Regions from separate parts of the Macaca mulatta genome. Here region 1 is linked to region 2. Evidence: chromatin contacts called from public Hi-C data. All regions are on one chromosome and are shown on one strand. The core of a region is the stretch at or near the end of the contact, and the rest is flanking DNA. Distances in the headings are between cores, read along the strand shown.

The links. A called contact is a pair of places that touch in the nucleus more often than the background predicts.
Region 1: a contact with region 2 is called in a Hi-C map of liver, with 2.1 times the contacts expected there. The contact joins the promoter of WDR27 here to the promoter of ERMARD in region 2. A contact is called at or near these places in 3 of 14 Hi-C or Micro-C datasets (fetal cortex germinal zone, fetal cortical plate and liver).

What each region holds. Positions count from the first base shown.
Region 1 is chr4:2,327,673-2,331,876 of T2T-MMU8v2.0, reverse strand. WDR27 (WD repeat domain 27) reads right to left here and starts at 2,816. Exons shown (of 37, transcript XM_028846955.2): 1 at 2,255-2,816. C4H6orf120 (chromosome 4 C6orf120 homolog) reads left to right here and starts at 2,727. Exons shown (of 1, transcript XM_015137732.3): 1 at 2,727-4,204. The coding sequence starts at 2,727. The coding sequence ends at 3,728.
Region 2 is chr4:2,275,732-2,280,224 of T2T-MMU8v2.0, reverse strand. It overlaps ERMARD (ER membrane associated RNA degradation), which reads left to right and starts at 1,305. Exons shown (of 17, transcript XM_078001095.1): 1 at 1,305-3,042; 2 at 4,037-4,205. DYNLT2 (dynein light chain Tctex-type 2) reads right to left here and starts at 1,309. Exons shown (of 4, transcript XM_028846951.2): 1 at 1,025-1,309. The coding sequence starts at 1,309.

The DNA.
Region 1 (4,204 bases), core at 1,567-4,066, 50 kb before region 2:
GGCCAACGTAGTGAAGCCCCGTCTCTACTAAAAATACAAAAATTAGCCAGGCGTGGTGGCGCGTGTCTGTAGTCCCAGCTACCTGGAAGGCTGAGGCGGGAGAATCATTTGAACCCAGGAGGCAGAGGTTGTGGTGAGCCAAGATTGTGCCACTGCACTCCAGCCTGGGCAACAGAGTGAGACCCTGTCTCAAAAACAAACAAACAAACAAAAGCAGAAACAACAAAAAACGATCTCCTGACACCCGTCTGACATCGCTGGAATTGTTTCCAAAATAAAGACAGAATATGAATGTGCTTGCATTTCCTGATGTGTGCATAGTAAAGAAATAACACCATGACTCACTAGTGTGAAGAGTTCACAGAAAACAATGGTGTGAAGCCAAAGAGGGAAGAAGCCTCGTCAGGACACATAAGCCACCTTCAGGAGGAAGCACTAGCCTGTGCTCAGAACCTCTGGGTCAGTCTGGCCCCAGTGTGCACGAGCTGACGTCCCACCTCTCCAGCTGCCCAACACCTCCGCTCCTCAGTGTTCTCCATTTCAATGCCTACTTCTGCCTCAGTGTTCTCAGCTTCAATGTCTACCTCTGCCCATTCCTGTGTTCTCGGTTTCAATGCCTACCTCTCCTCGTTCCTCAGTGTTCTCGGCTTCAATGCCTACCTCTGCCTCAGTGTACTCGGCTTCAATGCCTACCTCTCCTGCCTCTCCTGCTCCATGGCAGGGTGGTGCAGACGGGGATGAAGGAGTGTCTGGTGCAGGCAGAATCATAGTCAGGGACACACTGACACACACACACACATACACATACATATCTGTGTCCAGGACATGAATCCAGGGCAGCTAAATGAACCCCAACCTATCCTCTCACTGAACAGAGGTCAGATGGCCCCTAATATCATTTCCATAGAAAGCTATTTTTCTGTTAAAATATTCATTTTTCTATTTCTGTGGTCTGGCAGTTTTCGCAAGCTCTTTCTGCTTCCTCCCTGGAGCCACTAAGAACATGGCAGGACCACATTTCCAGCCTCTCTGGAGTCGAGAGTAGCCGTGCACCAAAATTTCTGTTCTGGAAAACACACCACGCATGCACAGGCTTGGTCCTGTCATAGCCCGTGCACAGCCCTTCATGCTGGAGGTGGAGGGCTCCAAAGGCTAAGAAGAGGGGCCACGGTGGTGGCACCTGGCGGCCTGTGCTGCTCCCACTAAAGGGTGACCAGGACACCAGGCTGGACTGCTGTGTAAGCAAGAGAGAAACATTTATTCCATGAAGCTGAGGTCCCTTCTGTCAGCCTACCTTGACTGATGTGGGTACCTTGAAGCAGGATGCTTCAGTGACACTGTAGGATGTTGCTGAGTGACTGATGGAACACAGAAACAAACTCAGGAGGGTAAAAGCTCAAGACTCACCTTAGGCAGTGACAAACAGTTCAACTGCAATAACCTGTAATAATGTGGAAAACTGACCACAGGCTTACTCATCCTGCAGCCCTACAGTAAATTATTGCAAAGAATAAGCATTAGCAGCCAACACACAGAATTGGACTATCCCCACCTCCTCTCCCTGCTGTGCCAACCCTAGGGGATAATCAATGTTATAGGATATCCCCAGCGATATCCGTGTACGCATGTGCACAGAACAAGTCAGGGAAAATAAACTAAATTTATCATTTTAGTGAGATTCTAGTGCACCTAAGACTAGGTAAGCACTTCAGGAAAAAGCAGTGGCAAGTGACTGTTAAAGAAACCATTGTCTTAAAGTTAAGTCAGTAAACACAACGCAGTAATTCCAGATAAACTGGAAGCTGTAGACTTAATACCCCTTTACTGGTACAGTGTGTGTAAATTGTAGAAAATTTAGAAATACATAAAAAGATGAACTCTCTACTACTCAAGGAGTACCACTGATAAAATCCTGGGCATTTCCTTCTGCCCAGGATTTTTAGAAAGAGAAAATTACTCCCTTCTGATTAGAAAAGATCGAAATTTTTTTCTTTTAGTGACTAAGCAAGCCAGAAACTTGCTGTTTGGCTCGAGTTAGGAAAACCTAGCCTGGTAGTTACCACGCAGGGTGAAAGGCCAGTGGGGCATAATTCGGGAGCCCTCAGAGTCCACGCTCCCACCCTCGGAGCACAGAACCGATGGGTGGTGCGGGATGACGGGCATTTCCACAGCCCTGGTTCGTTCCTAAACTACTGAATCTTTTAAAGAGGTCTGAGTTCGCTTTATACATAGCTGCTTTAATTAAAATAACCACCTGCGCCCTTTTCCTCCGAACTCCACAGGCGCTCAGTTCTCAAAGCGCCGATCCTGCGCCTTCGTGCCACGACAGCCTGGACGCTCGGGCCCGATTTGTGCCCCGAATTCCCCTGGAGACCCTCGCACCAGCACGGCGTCAGGAGGAGGCTTGGGGTGACCAGACAGCGGGCAACGGCTCTGGTCCAGAGCGCGCGTCTCCGCCGCTGGGAGCGGTCACGGCGGGACCCTCAAATCGCCCCCTTTCATAGAGACCTCAGCGGAGCCGCGAGCACCCGCGCAGCCCCCGCGCTCCAGCCCCGCGCCCTAAGCACACGTCCCAGAGCAGCAGCTCGGGTTCCGCGCCGAGAGCAGCCCGCTGGGGAGGACTCACTGCACCCAGCTCCCAAGAGGGCACGCAGGGAACTAGCGAGCGACGCTCCGCCCCACGCCCGCCGCTATGGTTACTAGCCCGCCGACTCACGCGCGCCGCTATGGTTACTAGCCGGCAGCCCCCAGCGCCCACGCCCCTTTCACTATCTCGCGGCAGCAGGCGAGTCCTCGCTTCCGGCCTGCTCACGTCCGGGCCTAGCGTCACTTCCGCCTCCCTGGCGAGGCTCCGGCCTCGGGTCCGGATGCGTAAGGTTCGGCCCCTTGTGGGGAGCGGTGGTGAGTCCGAGAGTGCCATAGCGGCCCTGCCCCTGCCCCTGGTGGGCGCCGCGCTAGGGGGAGGGGTTAGCCCACCCCCTCCTCCCCGGGGCCTCACGCGGGTGGGAAGGGACAGTCCCAGCGACAGACCCGGCGCCTGGACGCGCCGTGGCCCCGCGGGCGGACGACGGGGACGGGCTCCGGTACTGAGCGCCTCCCGTGTCCCCAGCAGCACTGACCCACTTGTAGACCTCGGAGCTGAGCCGCCAGCCATGGCCGCTCCCCGCGGGAGGGCCGCGCCCTGGACGACGGCCCTGCTGCTGCTCCTGACCTCGCAGATCCTGTCCCCGGGGAGCTGCGCGGACGAGGAGGAGGTCCCCGAGGAGTGGGTGCTCCTGCACGTCGTCCAAGGCCAGATAGGCGCCGGGAATTACAGCTACTTGCGGCTGAACCACGAGGGCAAGATAGTCCTCAGGATGCGCAGCCTCAAGGGCGATGCGGACCTGTATGTCTCGGCCAGCAGCCTGCACCCCAGCTTCGACGACTACGAGCTGCAGTCGGCCACCTGCGGACCGGACGCTGTGTCCATCCCCGCGCACTTCCGGCGCCCAGTGGGCATCGGCGTCTACGGACACCCATCCCACCTGGAGAGCGAGTTCGAGATGAAAGTGTACTACGACGGCACAGTCGAGCAGCACCCGTTCGGCGAGGCCGCCTACCCCGCCGACGGTGCAGATGCCGGCCAGAAGCACGCTCGTGCCCCGGAAGACGCCTCGCAAGAGGAGGAATCTGTTCTCTGGACGATATTAATTAGCATTTTGAAACTGGTACTTGAAATTCTCTTTTGAGTCATTTACCACGCTCTGGGGTATAAAACCCTCCGTCTGTGAAGCTGATTGCAGTTTGCTGTGAACCTTGGTACTTGTACTTGGTTGAAGTTCTAGTTACCTTTTTCTAGTCAAGGGATGGAAAAATAAAGCCATACACAGTTTTGTTACCTCAGTTACCCCCAAAAATAGGAAAAGCAGCAAGCACAGTATTTTCTTTTAAATATCAAAATTCCTGTAAAAGGACTGTGCACAATAAAGTGTTTAGACTCCATTTTCATTAGGCAGGTTGACTAAAAATGATTGCAGTAACTTAGGTTTATATATATATAAAAAAAGTAGAGCAACCTTTCATGCTGTGACACAGATCAAAGGTTGATACTTTGTAATTTTACTCTGGAGATTCTAAGTGAAGTTCAAGGTGTACGTTTTCAAGAGTTACTAAAATCAAGTTGGAAATGATTTATGTACACTTCCCTGAGCCTGGACTAAAGCCT
Region 2 (4,493 bases), core at 56-2,555:
GAAGTTTTAAGTCCAATCGATTTAGGTTTCTAGCCTTGCTCTGCTCTTTTTCTTAGCTGTGTAAACTTGGCCTGTTTACTTTTCCTCCTTTAGTTCGTTCTCTCCTCTGTAAAATGTAGTTACCAAGGAAACATTATTAGAACCTGAAATTTCGCCATTACTTATTTTGAGAATTCTCTTTTTGAGAGTAATCTTAAAATGTTTTAGGGTCTTCAAAAAACTGTTTTGCCTGTCATCTCTGACTTCATCCTATTATAGGTCCATGAAGTAAGTATGAAGAGAAACCAATACAGGCCAAGTGGACCGAGTACCAGCACACAGGTTCTGGTCCCAGCTCTATCATTACAGCTTTGTATCCTTGGGCAAACTAGTATCAATAAAAGATAGTCTTTAATACATTAACGGTTTTCAAAGCCTAATCATATAGAAAGACCTGTGTTATACCACCAATACAACTGAATAACGACCCTTTCCATCAATATCAGACAGTAAGTTTTGGACAGAATATTTTCAACTTAAGTTTTTTTCTCCTGTACATTCTTCAAAGATCCAGACTGCTGATGTTTTAAAAACCCAAAACACGGCACTATTCTGCTTGGTTTATCAAAATATTTTTAATACAGCATACACTCATTTTTCGCTAGCCAAACTGCTTATAATGGCACTAAATACACTAACATACTGTGTTTTAGTACGAAGCAATAATTAATACTCAGAGTACTCTCAGGAAATCCGCAAGCTGAGTAAATCTGAAAAGAAGATCTTGTAACCACCCTTCCAATCGACTTAGTAGGGTTCTACGGCCCTAATTAAAAAGCGAGAAAACTTTAGCACTCAAGTCCAAAGGGGACTGCCCAACTCAGTCTCAGGCTTCAATTTTGCACCTGGGAAAAAAGAAACACAAAAGGGAAATGCTGCCTTCTTGGCTCTGGGGGTGGTGACGGGAGCGGGGCCCACTGAGGAGCGATTTCAATTAAAGGGTCGGACAAAGCCGTCTCGGGTCCCTAGCAGTCTCCGCACTCACTGCCTCCTTCTCGAACATGCTAGGCCTCCTCTCTTTCCTAGGCGTCACCGGCGCCTGCTGAGAGCTCTGGTTCGGGGTCTGGATGAGGCTCGACTTCACGCCTCGGCCTCGCTTCTCCATCTCGCTCTGCTCCCCAAGACTCCCACTACCTCTCCTCCGCCGACCGTCAAACGCCTCAGCAGCTCCCGCGAGGGCGGAAGTCTCCCGCCTGCGCCTGGAACGGTCGGAAGTGCCCGCTAGGGCTCCAAGGCGCCTGGAGGCGGGGCACGCAGGTGCCTGCGTCATTCATGCGCGCCGCAGCGGGGCACCGGAAGTTATGGAGGTAGGGCGGGCGCAGGGGCCGGTTCGATCCCGAGCTAGGCAGGGAGTCAGCGCCAGGCTGGGTGGTGTTCGGCTACGCGGAGTGGGTGGGCGAGCACGCGCCTGCGGTGACCGGCGGTCCGGCGCTGGAGGGCGCTGGCGCCGTCGCGGCCCTGGCCTCTGTGGCGGTATCGGACGCTCGGCCTTGCAAGACGCCTGGCGGGCCCTGCCGGCGTCCCGGGGCCGGGCTCGGTTTCTCCGTCGCCTCTTGACCCTCAACTGGAACGCGGCGGACTGTCAGGGAGGGCTGTGCGCGGTGGCGCGGGGGCGGAAAGCCGCAGGTCGGACTCTCACCTGACCGTGGCCTCGTTCCTAGAAGCGCAGTTTCGTAGTCGTTGCCTGTAGGGTCCACACTCGGACAGTAAATTTGTTTTCATCGCTTTTAGACCGTTTGAGTCACTATGAAACTCATCACGACGGCCTCACCGACCTCGTGTCAGGAGATCTGGTTGCCTCGTAATAAACATTTATTTATTTTTCCTCCCTGAGGCAATTAAATATCAAACACCTATCATCAGCAGTAACGACAGCGGAGCCGGGCGTGGTGGCGCCTGTGGTCCCAGCTACTCCGTAGGCTGAGGTGGAAGGATCGCTTTAGCCGAGGAGGTGGAGGCTGCGGTGAGCCGATACCGCGCCACTGCACCCCTGTCTGGGCGACAGCGAGACCCCATTCCCAAAATAATGATAACGATAACTACCATTTTTGAGTACTATGTGCTAGATGCTTTTCATGTATAATCTGATGACTGCAGCCCTACAAGGTGCAGCCTGGCACCGTTTTATTTCACTTAGAACTGAGATTCGGATAAAGTAAGTTTTCCAAGGCAAGAGGTAGTCAGAGACTGAGGAATGATTCAAATTTAAGTCCAGCCCCAAAGCACCGGCCTAGTGTAGTCTGCAGAGTTCCAGCCCCATAGAGCCCAATGGAGGATGCGAGTGACAATCGCCATTCAAAAATAGTTCATGCCGATTTCTTTAGTGATGACTTAATTGTTAGCGCCTACTGGGATTGTTCAAAAAGTAGGGCTGAGAGTGGAAAGTGCAACTTCTGGGGACAGGAGGAGCAAACAGGGCAACTGATACTGAGCAGGACCAGGGAACTCAGACTGATCAGTTTCCACTTTACAAAGCTGCCCAGAGTTAATTGTGACTGTCACAACACAGCCACTCCTTAACTCGACACACCAAAATAAAGAGCCTCGGTTCAGCTTTGGATCCTGAATTTGACTTCTTTGCAGGATTATAGATGGTCTTAGTGTCATGTGGGATAGTCGTAAGGATTTTGATTTTATTTGATTCTCCATGGAAAACCAGTACGGTTTGCTACTTTTTACATGGCAGGGAAGGCTAAACTTTACCTCTGCCCATGTTAGTTCAGAGTGACCCCTTTAACAAATGAAAGGTTAATAAGAAAAAGGTTTATTAATGTACAGAGTACACATCACAAGGGATAAACGTCAATGAAAAGTAACTTGAAATGGTGGCTTAGAACTACATTTGTATACCATCTTCAACAAAGAACTATAGATTTGCAGAGAAATGACACAGGAGAGCAGTTTCAGGCTTCAAAGGGCAAGAAACTGGGAAAGTCGATACATATTTGAAAACTGATGGAGTAAAAATTGTTTGCACATTCCTCTGGTACCTTCTCTGGTCTGGTAAGAGTCTAAAGTTATCCCCAGTAAAGAATATATATCCTGTGTTTGGGTGGAAGAGGGGGAGGAGAGAGAGCTTTTCCTTCATTTGCTGCCTCTTGTCTTCAGCTCCAATTTGTTGTTGTTTTTATATCAAAGAGGCATGTTTTGGGATGACATTGTGGTTTTCTCCAACACCGTTTAGGGAGTCAGAGGTACGCGGGGTTCTTTTTCCTTCTTGTTCATTATACTTGGTTTCTGCTCTCCCATTCCCCATTTTAAAAAACTGCTTATTTTGATAACTCTAGGATAGTGAAGGAATGCTGAGAGGAATAATGCTCTGTTGGTAAAATACATTCAGCTTCCATGAACTCATGTCTTTTTTTCTTTTTTTTTTTAGTGAAAGCAAGTTTATTAAGAAAGTAAAGGAGTAAAGAATGGCTACCCCATAGGCAGAGCAGTTTGCAAATATTATGATTGATCATTTTAAGTCTTTAAACCTTTATCATATTTGAGAACATTTGTGTAAATTTTATTTATTTATTTATTTATTTGAGACGGAGTCTGGCTCTGTCGCCCAGGCTGGAGTGCAGTGGCGCGATCTTGGCTCACTGCAAGCTCCGCCCCCCGGGTTCATGCCATTCTCCTGCGTCAACCTTCCAAGCAGCCGGGACTACAGGTGCTCGCCACCTCGCCTGGCTAATTTTTTTGTATTTTTAGTAGAGACACGGTTTCACGGTGTTAACCAGGATGGTCTAGATCTCCTGACCTCGTGATCCACCCGCCTCGACCTTCCAAAGTGCTGGGATTACAGGCTTGAGCCACTGCGCCTGGCCAAATTATCTTTAATATTTAATCACAATGTTTTAATCATACAACTTTCATGATATCCAGAAAGCATGTTAACAGCAACTATACCTGAGTGCACTCAGTTCTTAGAGAATTTTCTTGTGACTTAAATATATAATACTCTGTTTTTCTTTCAGTTAAGCAGTGCCTTTTATTTTATTTTTTTTAGGTATTAATAGGGGACCCTATTACCACATGTCTTTCTCCCTCGGTGTATGATATAATTTGTAATCTTGGGTTTCAACTCAGAGAAAATTGTGATATCAATAGCATTGTTACTCAGAATGGTGAAGTATGCTGGAAAACAATCACAGACTGTGTGAGCTACACGGAGTCAGGTTTGTGCTGTCTTTGTACTCCAAACTTTCATAACTGTTCCATTGAAAATGTCTTGACCTGTAAAATTCCCCTTTCTGACCACTGGTTCCTTTTGTTAGATAATGTTATAATACAGGCCTCACTCCAAAGGAGAACAGAAATTAATGTGAAAAGAGAAGGGATGAGTACAGAGAAGCATGGAGAAATTAATGGAAAGCTGGGCTAAGAAAACCTCCTCTACAGAGGAGGTGTCAGGAGGCAGAGAGGGGCTGGTGGACTGTTGATGATGTAGATCTCAGGGCCTTGAG